Regions from separate parts of the Zea mays genome. Here region 1 is linked to region 2. A link is a contact called in public Hi-C data. All regions are on one chromosome and are shown on one strand. Each heading gives the region's core, a stretch centred on a gene start, on an enhancer-like site or on the middle of the called end of the contact. The rest is flanking DNA. Distances are from core to core; before and after follow the strand shown. Region 1 holds the start of LOC100284895 (D-erythro-sphingosine kinase/ diacylglycerol kinase). Region 2 holds the start of LOC100284855.

Region 1 (5,651 bases), core at 481-2,980, 420 kb before region 2:
GCCAGAAGCTTCAATGAGGGGGAGGACTTCATTCTGGAAAATACTCGGTCCACTTCTCTTTCCACCATAAGGGTTCACTATAATGAACAATTTCTTTGGCCGGCCTGTGGCAATATTGCAGGAGGAATAACAAAGGGACCATGAGTTGGTAAAACTAGTGTTCTAATACAGTTGTTAATCTACTATGCTTTTCTGAAGGAGTTATAGAAGCCTGAACCAACCAGAAATGGAACAGAAATATGCAGGAGAAAAGAGCACTGGATCAACACCATCAATAATGAACTGAACAAAAAAAAGTCAGCTCCGACATTTTGCATTGATAGCTATAGGGATGCAAGTATGTCATGTTCTGAGTCATTGGATTGACCCAGAACTTGATAAAATGAAGTAAAATGGCATGTCATGTAATTAATTTAAGGGGAGAAATGAACTAAGTTAGTTGACACACAAAACACCGTTGATTACCTACTTGCATCCTACGAGTATGATAGCTAATGCAACATTCAAGGGTGATGTTAATATGAAAATGGGTGACAATGAGAGGAAAATTCAACCAAATCTCACAAAACAACAATAAAAGGCTGTAAAAGATATGTATAACATTACTACTGCCAAGTATCACTGCTGCATTGTGCCAAATGAACAGGCATCGTTTAGACAGACATACATGATTCTGTCTTGCTCAGGGTGATAATTATTTAAACGCAAGCTATGTGCGGTATGCACCATCATCGACATGCCAATTTGAAGTCAACCGTGGAAATTGAGTGGACCAGGTACTGTAGAAGAATCCATGGAGAATTTCAAACTCTGTAGCACTCAACTAGTTGGCACCTTGCATGCTGCTACATCTGTACATTTGACGCTATGACCAGATCATGCCCAGAAGAACAGCTATTCAAACGCACGGTTTCACGCATAAGAAAGATCTGCGCACGCCTAGGAGGCTAGAACAATTATAATCTAGAACCAATTGCTTCAAACTATTATTGTTGAATTAAATCAAAGCGACTGGCCATTCTCTTCTGGTTCCCCTTACTATCAGGAGCAGGGTTTTTTTTTTTTGCCTCTCCCAGCTGTCCAATCGAAGTCAACGAACTCCTCAACTCCGCCACGCAACCACCATGGCCGCCGCCTACCCGATCAAGAACAAGGCGTCCAGGCAATGCCAAAACTCCAGCCACGGATTGTTAAAAAACAATAGTTGCGTTGCGTGAGCACATCGATCACATCACGAGCCAAGCACAATTCCCAAGATGCAGAGAGAAATTTTAAAGAAATAGTAGGATGCAGGAGAATTGAAATAATCGAATTGCAGCTAGCAGAGTAACAGTTGATATTGATTACCGAGCGAGGCTAGGCGATCACTGATTACGTCCCCCCACCGCACCGCGGTGGCCTCGTTCTCCATCTCCACCACCACCTCCCCTCTCCTCCGATTCCCATCCCCTCCTCCCCCTTTCCCATTACCGCCACCGCTGGCGGCAAAGGTCGCGAATTTGAGCTGCCTCCCGTCCATCTGGAACCCGAGCACCTCCGACTCCAGCTCCAGCCGCCGCTCCTGCCCCTCTCCGTTGCCGCCGGCGGCGGGGCGCCACGCCAGCTCGCCGCCCACGAGCGTGGCCTCCGCCTTGGTGCCGTTGACCCGCACTGACTCGGTCAGGACCTCGACCTGAGGCTGGTGATCGGCCATGGAAGGACTAGGCGGATGAGCTTGTAGTGTAGCTTGCTGGGAAGTATCGATGGGGTTGGAAGCGAAGCTAGCAGAGGTTTGGGAACAAGGAGAGGACAAAAGGTGCGCGGTTAATATATGTTGGTTGGCGGCTTGCCGGTCGGGTACTCGGGTCTATAGGAGTATCAGGCTGGTGGGAGCGCATATATGAACCTAGGTTCCGTTTGGTTCATTCTTATTTTTAGAATCTTATTCTAAAATCTTATTATTAGTTAAACAGCTTCTAAATTGTATATTAGATTCTATACCAAAATCTTATAATCTTAACACAAGTTGATGATAAAATTTGTATTAGATTTTATGCATTATCCAACATCTCAAAAACCATATAAAACCTCATTATCTCTATTAGACTCCCTATTTTACTCTCTTACTTAATATTTCAAACTTTACTCTATAAACAGTGCAATCTATAATATAAAACAGTACTTTACACGGCCCTTTACACGGTCTTCTGAAGATGGCCATCACCCTACTCATCATCAGCCTTTATACTCTAATACACAATTTTTAACGTCAAGCTTATAGACACCTTAATATCATGTCAGTTTTATTTTTATAGCCTTTTATTTAAAATAAGATATATTTATTAAAATTTATATTTATTTAAGCACATAATTAAGCAAATAAAAATTACAAAACTCATAAAAAATATAATATAAAAACTTTAAAAAATAAAAAATATAAAAAAAACGCCTTCGTCATCTTCCCCTTCCCTCTCTTCCACCATTTCTTCCTCATATAAGCTGTGACCATAGAAAGTAGCATTCTACTGGAGATTTGTTTTCGATTGAGAAAAAAAAAACTGGCGTAACAAACCAAGATGCATACCTCACTGATATCCTATAAAATAAAATAGCTGCTCTAACTAATGACTGTTGTGCAGTGCATATGCTAAACGGAGAACTGAGACGTCAAGATGGTGGTTATCAAGTGAATAAATAAATACTAGTTAGATGCTTGTATATTGTTATAGTTTCTATATACTATATAGATAGACTTTATTCTATATATTGTTTGTTTATAAAATATAAACTCCCAAAATATGTGTACTCAGTTTAGTTACGTGTGTGTGAATATGAAGCCCATAACTATAAAACGGGAAGGGGAGGGATGATAGGGGGAAAAAACAAACATAGGCGCTAAACGCATGACGCACGACAACAAAGATGTTTTATATAAGCATAAAAATAAATAAATTCAGTGTCACAGTTCACCGAAACAACCAATTATTTGAATTTGATGACCAGAGTCGATTTCATCCATAGCCCATAGGGACGCGGCGATGTCCCCCGCAGCTTTCCCTGACGCAAACGAAAACGGCACCTGGTGAACACGAGGACGACGTGCGGTCCCGAACCGCAAGGGAGCCAAGGAGACGACGGTGCGTCTCGGATACGCCGGCAGATCGATACGCGACGCGATCCCCGGTGTGATAACAACGGCATGGGCGAGCAAACGTTGGAAGACCTTTTGCTTGCTCCACGAATCCCTCTAGCCTTGTACAGTTCCTTCCTTGCGACGCTTTGACTCTACGAGGCCTATGATTGGCACACCGAGAAGGACACATAAGAAAAGGGCCACATTAAATACAACACATACAAATGACGTAGCCAAAGCCAATAATAGCACGTGGCGTAACAAATGAGTGCTAGCTACTGTACCAAATTACAGTATGGCACAAGGCAGCAACAGTATTCCACCCACGCCCTATGAACATCCCAGATGCAGATACAAATCTTCCAAGGCTTCAAGAAAATGCCTTTGGAATTTGTTTGGGTTCTTGGTCCAAAAGAAAAAGGGAACAAAATCAGAGTTGCTTACCTTTTTATCGCCAAAAGAAAAGGCATTCCAGGAAGAGGAGATTCGCTTTACCTTTTTTCATAGCAAAAAAAAACGATTGCTTGGGTCCAGTAACCGTCCAGGCTCAAAGAAATTGCTGAAGGGGGGTACATATAAGAAAGAACATTGAACACTGGAAGTATTTTTAACAGTACTGAGTGAAAATATGTTGCCGATTCAGCAAAAAGGCACCGGAATTGTAGAACAGACCAAGCACTTGGTCACCATATCCTGAAGTCAATATCGAAGTACCAAACCATCAAGGCATCAAAACATCGAAGTATCACGAGACACCAGGTAGCGCGAAAGCAGATTCCCGAGATCTTGTAAAGAAGCTGACATGAAGATTTGTAAGCAAAGCAAGCTTTCATTTCTTCGTCGCAAGCACAGATTCGGTTGCTCTACAATCTAGAAATATACTGGTACACAAAATTCTGCTCAGTGCTAAATATTCAGTCGTACAAAGACTTGGCCGACTGGATTCTTGTCTTCTTGCCTTTTGCTTTCTGGATCTTCTCCTCGGACTTCTCATTCTTCGATACAGCCCTAGCAATTGCTTTCATTTTCCTAGCATTCTGTGACCTTTTCATATGCACCCCCTTCTTTATTTTCCTGGTTGAAGAGACAGAGAACAAACTGAGGACACGTGTCTAGTCCATAACAATGCAGATTTCAGGGAACACGGCTGGAGCATATAGCAGAAAGGGACAAACTTTTTAGGGAATTTGTTACATATTCACTTTAGTATCCTGTAATAAAACTTGCAAATGTACTTACTGGAGGGGATAGGAGAGCAGTAACTTCAATAGTTCACTCTTAGTGGCCTAATATCTAATGTATGAAGAGATATCTCACTAAGATCAGACACGTTTAGGCAGTTGACTACAGCTCAACCTTACATGGCCATAGAAGAGAGATTTGTTGATCCTCAGGAGTCTACTGGTGAACTATAAATGCTAATTAGGTCGAAACATAAAGTCAAGTTAACCCAATTTGACTAGAAACTACCAGGGGTGGTAATGGGCTCTAAAAGGTCGGGCTCTATTCCTATTCATTTTTTAACTTAAATTAATTAAGGGCCCTAATTTTGTGAATAAACATTTGGATCGCAATCCATTACCACCCCTAACCATACTACAAAAAAAAACTGGGCGAAGGTTCATGAGACGCTGATAAGTATTTGGTAGACCCAGCAGATTTGGGCTATTTGGGCAAATGAACATTGGTGGGAAGATACAACCAGTTTTGCTTCTACGGTGAAGATCTATGAACTGAAAAGAGGTGTACCCACATGTGTACAGTTTGCTTATAGTTAAGATCTCAGAGTCATAACTACCTAAGACTCTATATTTCCAACTTCGCTGTCTACAGTGCGGAAACATTGTTTTGCAATCATTTAAGCGGAGCCTACTGGTGAGGGTAGACTAACAAATACACAACTACTATGGATGCCAATTATTTTCCATTTGTTGACTTCTGAAAACTTTGATTTTTCTCATCAACTCCAATCAGTTGATTTTTTTTTTGTTTAATAAATCCACATAACACATAAGAATGATATCCAAAAACCATGTAACCCACACAATAAAAGATTTTCCATAGATGGTTATGACAATGCCAAACCAGATGCTGCTGCTTTATGTCTTGTCAATCAATGGAGCATATTATGCTAACACATCTAACAACCTAAGGCTCCATATTTCCAACTTCACTCTGTCTACAGTGCCGAAACATTGTTTTGCAATCATTTAGACCTACTGGTGAGGACAGCCTAACAAGTACTACCTCCGTTCACAAATATATGACACCGTTGACTTTTTCGAAAACTTTGGCACTCGTCTTATTCAAAAATGTAAAATTTTAAGTCAATCACAAACTATCTTAAGTGATAAAACAAATCACCAAAAAAACAAATGACTAACTCTATTTTTTTTAATAAGACAAGTGGTCAAAGTTTTTTAAAAAGTCAACGATGTCATATATTTATGAACGGAGGGAGTACACAACTATGGATGCCGATTATTTTCCATTTGTTGACTTCTGAAAACTTTGACTTTTTCTCATCAACTTTCAATCG
Region 2 (5,515 bases), core at 36-2,535:
CGTGGCGGGAGTCGATGATGAAGTCCTCCTCGTCGTCACTGTTGGAGACGACGGACTGCACGAAGGCCATCCAACCACCTGCGCTCTGCACGGATCGAGAGCGCACTGCATCGGTCACCCGCCCCGGCGGGGTCCAGCGGCCTGCGAAGATATCGAGGTCCGGCGGGAATAGGGACTCGACGACGAGGTCGGGAGGAGGAGCGCGACGCGGGGGCCTGCTGCTGCGCCGCCATCTTTGCCTCCGGCGTCACCGTTGTCGTCATGGAGCCCGCGGGCTCGGTCACCTCGAGGTCGTAAGCCGCAAGGCCAGAGGCGAACCTCCGTGTGGCGGTGGCCGGTGTAGATGGCGCGATGGCTACACAAGTGCGGATGATCGAGGGAGGAGGGCGCCCCCTATCCTTATCTAGGCAGAGGTTGCGGAGGGCGACTGCCGCGGCGGCGGGGATCACGGCGGGCGGTAGGGGATTGCGGAGGGCGGTTGGGGATTGCGTCGGGCGGGCATGGGGGAGGCAGGGGCAGTCTACATTAGGCTTTTAATAGTTGTAGAGATTAAACACAAGCAGCCGCGTACGCCGGCACGCTCCGAACGGGGCCTCAAAAAAAAAAGTGGACGTACGTACGTGCGCCCGGAAGGTGGTTCCGCTCGCCCGTTTCCGCCACGGGCAGCAACTTTGGTGGAGCGTTAGGTGCATTTTTTTTCATTAATCGATCGGTAGCGTGCAACCATTTTGCTCGCACCGCAACTTGTTTTTTTTGTTTGCTCTGACGTGCCGCCTGGTGCTGTACAAACCTTTACGGATGGCGTTTTTAGTTTGTGCTGCGCCTTTTCTTCGTCGCGATCGCGGCTTGTCGATTCCTTCACTGCGCCAACAGCATTTGGTGTAAACGATTGCAAGAGAACAATGGCATTACGTGCCTCCGTTGCGTTGCCCGATGTTTGCTGTGAAATACTAGTCTGTTGCCTAAGGTCCCGGCTACGCCTATCGAGATAGCTTTAAGACCCAAAATCCTTGTAGTCTAGTCTAGGGGTCAATAATTACTGGTTCAGGCCCGAACTCGATCGACTACCGGCCGAGCACAAACAGAGCACCAACGTACCAGATAATCGAGATTAGCAGTCCATTTTGGCAACCTGCACAAATCGTGGAAATAATTTGAATTTCAAGCTCTAAATTCCACATTTTAAACAGCAGGAGCTGGGCATGCCAAATTCCCAAATCAATCACCGAAGTATCAGATCCTACAGCTAGCCGCCGAGCCTGGCAACCTAGCACCCCGAATAGAAACCCGCCTCCGTCTCTCTCTCTATCTCTTGCCACTTCTTCCCCCGTCCCCTTCCCTCGCAACTCGCGATTCCCAAATCCCGATGCGCCCTCGCGCCTAGCCCCCTCCGCCGCCGCCGCCAACATCACCTCCCCTGTCACGGGACGCCCCCCCCCCTCCCCCTCCACCGCGTCCTATGACGTCGCCGACCTCGCACCACCCGGACTCCTCCACCCCGCACGCCGGGATCGGCAACGGCAACGGCGGCAACCACCACCTCCACCCGCCGACTCTGACCCCGGCGCCCGCGAGCACCCCGGCCGCTCCCCCCGCGCATGCGCACGGGGGCCCGCAGGTGCGTCTCATGTGCAGCTTCGGCGGCCGCATCCTGCCGCGCCCGGGGGACCGCCAGCTGCGCTACGTCGGCGGGGAGACCCGCATCGTGTCCTTCCCGCGCGCCGCGGCCTCCTTCGCCGCCCTCGTCGCCGCGCTCGCCAAGGCCGCGCCCGCGCTCTTCGCCCCCGGGGCGCCCAGGCCGTCCCTCAAGTACCAGCTGCCCCAGGACGACCTCGACTCCCTCATCTCCGTCACCTCCGACGACGACGTCGACCACCTCGTCGACGAGCTCGACCGCATCCACGACCTCTCCGCCAACGTCGCCCGGCCGCCCCGCCTCCGCGTCTTCCTCTTCGCGCCCGCGCCCGCGCCCGACGCCGCCTTCGGCTCCGTCCTCTCCGGCACCGCCGGCGACGCCGCCCCCAGCGACCAGTGGTTCGTCGACGCGCTCAACGCCCCCGCGCCGCACCCCATCGAGCGCGTCCGATCCGAGTCCTCCTCGATCGTCTCCGACGTCCCCGACTACCTCTTCAGCCTCGACAGCCCGTCCGACGACCCCAGCCCCGGCCCCTCGGCGGCTCGCGCCAAGTCCGACGCCACGGAGACTCCGCACCACCACGGCGACGACGTGCCGCCTTCCGCTCGACAGATACCGCACGTCGCAGGAGGAGCGTCATCGTGGCCCGCCCCGCCGCCGCCGTACATGGCGCAGCCTATGTACTACTTCCCCGTGCCGCCACCGGTCCACTATCTCGACCAGTCTGCGCAGAGTGGCTACATGCCTCGCCCGATCTACCACATTGTCGGTGGCGGAGGAAGCGAGGCGCCTGGCGGAGATCTTCACGCGGCCGGCGGAGTCTACGGCGTCTCGCACCACATGCAGGGGTTCCCGCCGATGATGTACGCGCCGCCGCGCGCGGTCATCTACAACTACAAGTCGGAGGGGATGCCATCGCTGCCTCCGGAAGGTGGGGCACACTCTTCCTAGGCGCATCGACTACTTCACATCTCTGAATCCTGATTATTGTTGCAGATGCCTAAGCTAAGGAGTTTTGCGTGGTATTTTTTTTATCGATTCGTCTAAGTCTTGTTCGTTGTTTTGTATAGATGGAGGGGTTGATGGTGATGGATAGATATTAATGCAGCTTTCGTCTAGTGGAAATATATTCGTGAAATGTATATCATACTAAATAGTATAGTATTTGGTGTGATTAATTAGTATTCTAGTTAATGTAATGTGGGATTCATATAATCTAGGTGGTTCTGGTCTTATAGAAACCATTTTTGGGCATTTTATATTTACATAAACTGGATGTTGGGTGAATGTTCTAAGCAGTATGTGCTGTGTTGAACCTCAATCACTTATGAGTGGTTTACTAAATTTGAATTTGCTGTTCTTTGCTTGAGTGCTGTATTGACTGAACGAATTCTCTCTAGATTTGATAAAAGAGATCATGTTTAGCCTGTTTACTTCTTAGTTAGTTTGATGAGTTCATTTGTTTTATGTCTGTATTGAGTTTGTATGATGTGGTCCTTCTCAGATTCTGCTGCTGTTCAGTCCTCCTGAGGATCCTGTACTTGGAACAACATGTAAAGCATCTACTTCGGTTCTGATGAACATATGCATGCTAGTACTAGTAGATAGATCATAAAACATATACACATACTCAGATGTAAGAAATCATCATGTGTACATCAAAATAAATTCATTTATATAATAAGTGATCTTTTAGCAATGTAATTATTTATTTTCGTCATTAACTATTACATGAAACGTCGTCACATGCAAGTTTAATGTGTCCCCATGGAAAACGGGGATGAGAACGGGGGACCCATCTCCGTCTCTGGAGAAGAATTTTTCTCTTTTTACATTCCCATGAGGAGGAAATGTCTCCGTCCCCATTTTTTAATAGAAGAATTCCCTGCGGGGAATCGAAAATGGTTTCCCATGAGGAGGAATTTTTACATTCCCATGAGGAGGAATTTTTCTCTTTTTACATTCCCATGAGGAGGAAATGTCCCCGTCCCCATCTACATCTGTAGATACAAACATTCAATACCAGCCCTTTGGAAATGCTTGTTTTGGCTGCTACTCCCTCCGCCATAATATACAAGACAACCACTTTTTATTCTATTTTTATAATACAAGACATACTTTATCTAGACATATATATATAACAATGCAGTAATATTAATTGATAGAGAGAATTAAATATATTTCTTAGTCTTTGAATGTTACATTTGTACTCAGAAAAGCTCAATTCCAAATCGGTCATGTAGTGAATCTTAGACAGCAGTGTTTTCTTGTGGAGTGGTTCATAGAGATAGTTTAGTCGATGTATTAGCTTTTATGTTCGACGTCAATATTGTCATATTTACATTGGTAGCTCCATAATTTCATTGCATACCATACGTACTCAAATGCCATACAGAAGCATCTAGGTCATGTGAATGCTATGCGAAAGCTTTTAAGTTCATACTAATTTTAATAATTAATGATAACACAAAATTATTGTAACATTGTGTGTTTTGTAGAGACAAATCAGTAGTTTTCATGCCATAAAATATGAATTAGTTTTGGGTTTTAAAGAACGATAACCTCTGTTAGGTGACTAGAAAGGTTTCACTGGCGTCGAACTAATTCTACGGTCAGTGTTGGACCATATGCTCTGTGTAGTAAGTAAAATGGCTAGTTTTGACACAGTAAGTACATAGTTATTGTTGTGTCTTGTCAGTATGTGAAAATTGGTATGATGTTCGATGTTACTGTAATGGCTATTTGGCCAGTTGGGGTTATAAATGCACCACCAACTTGTTCATAATAGTGATTTTCCCATTTAAATAGTTGAAGCAACCCAATTTGAAGGGTGAGGGAGAGCCTTTGATTAGTGATTGACTTGAGAATTAAAATTTGCTTGATTAGCGGCCTTGTTAGTTTATAGAGAGTAACTAGGTGTGCACCCATTGATCTCATTAAGCTTGGTTGAGTCAAGTGAGGGTTTGTGCACCCATTGATTTGGATAGATTCCTCTCGAGCACAAAAATCCAACCCTTGCAGGAAATTTTGAAGAAAAAAAATCCTAGAGATGGATTTGGGATCAAGAGCATCTAGGTGAGTTCTAGGTATTGATTCTCTGAGAATATCCTATGAACACTCAAAAAACACTTAGGTTTAGATTGACCGGAGTTGATCTGAACGCTTAGAGTATTTTCATGAAAAAACCAGTTACAGCTCGAACGTAGCAGGCATGTCTCACGTGAATACCAAACATGTATGTTATTCAACGTTTTGAGTTTGAAGCTAAAATTTGGTGGGGAGCATTATTAAGGGGCCCTGGTCTTGTGTTTAAGATTACCTATATTTTGGCAACATTTGATATGGTTTTCATTCCCCCCCTAAGGTATTATTTGGATAATCTCGTATTCACCCCAATCCACATGTATCGAGATACTCCCTCCGTTCACTTTTGATAGACCTATTTTCAAAATTGAGTTTTTCATTTTTGATAGTCTTATTTGAGTTGTGGTCCAAAATCTGATATAAATGATTGTTTAGGTCCTCGTGCAGAGTAAATCATCTAGAAAAAAACCGATGCATGTATATGAAAACATCAATACCAAGGAGTTTTCGCAAAAAAAAAAACAAGGAGTGTTTGATGATGTAAATAATTAGATGATAAGCAAGAGTTCTTCTCCTTGATCATTGTGTCAAGGTGAAATAGGACTATCATAAGTGAATGAAGGGAGACAAATAGTAGATTGGAGTGGAACATAAACTAATTTACACTCCAATCCACATCAATACATGTTAATTGAGGTGAATACGAGAGTATACAAACAAGGCCTAACACTATGTTCAGTTGGTTGGAAGGGATTGAGGGCTTGTTTGGGAGGATGATAATTGGAGGGGAATGAG

The links. A called contact is a pair of places that touch in the nucleus more often than the background predicts.
Region 1: a Hi-C map of tassel shows a contact between it and region 2, with 2.4 times the contacts expected there. The contact joins the promoter of LOC100284895 here to the promoter of LOC100284855 in region 2. A contact is called at or near these places in 2 of 25 Hi-C or Micro-C datasets (ear and tassel).

The regions. Positions count from the first base shown.
Region 1 is chr2:211,805,933-211,811,583 of Zm-B73-REFERENCE-NAM-5.0, reverse strand. LOC100284895 (D-erythro-sphingosine kinase/ diacylglycerol kinase) reads right to left here and starts at 1,730. Exons shown (of 10, transcript NM_001157790.2): 1 at 1,348-1,730; 2 at 1-104. The coding sequence starts at 1,693. LOC100304028 reads right to left here. Exons shown (of 3, transcript NM_001165552.2): 3 at 3,922-4,186. The coding sequence ends at 4,027.
Region 2 is chr2:211,382,109-211,387,623 of Zm-B73-REFERENCE-NAM-5.0, reverse strand. It overlaps LOC100284855, which reads left to right and starts at 1,285. Exons shown (of 2, transcript NM_001372146.1): 1 at 1,285-2,567; 2 at 3,141-3,329. The coding sequence starts at 1,460. The coding sequence ends at 3,166. LOC109944603 (a long non-coding RNA gene) reads right to left here and starts at 439. Exons shown (of 5, transcript XR_004856425.1): 1 at 1-439.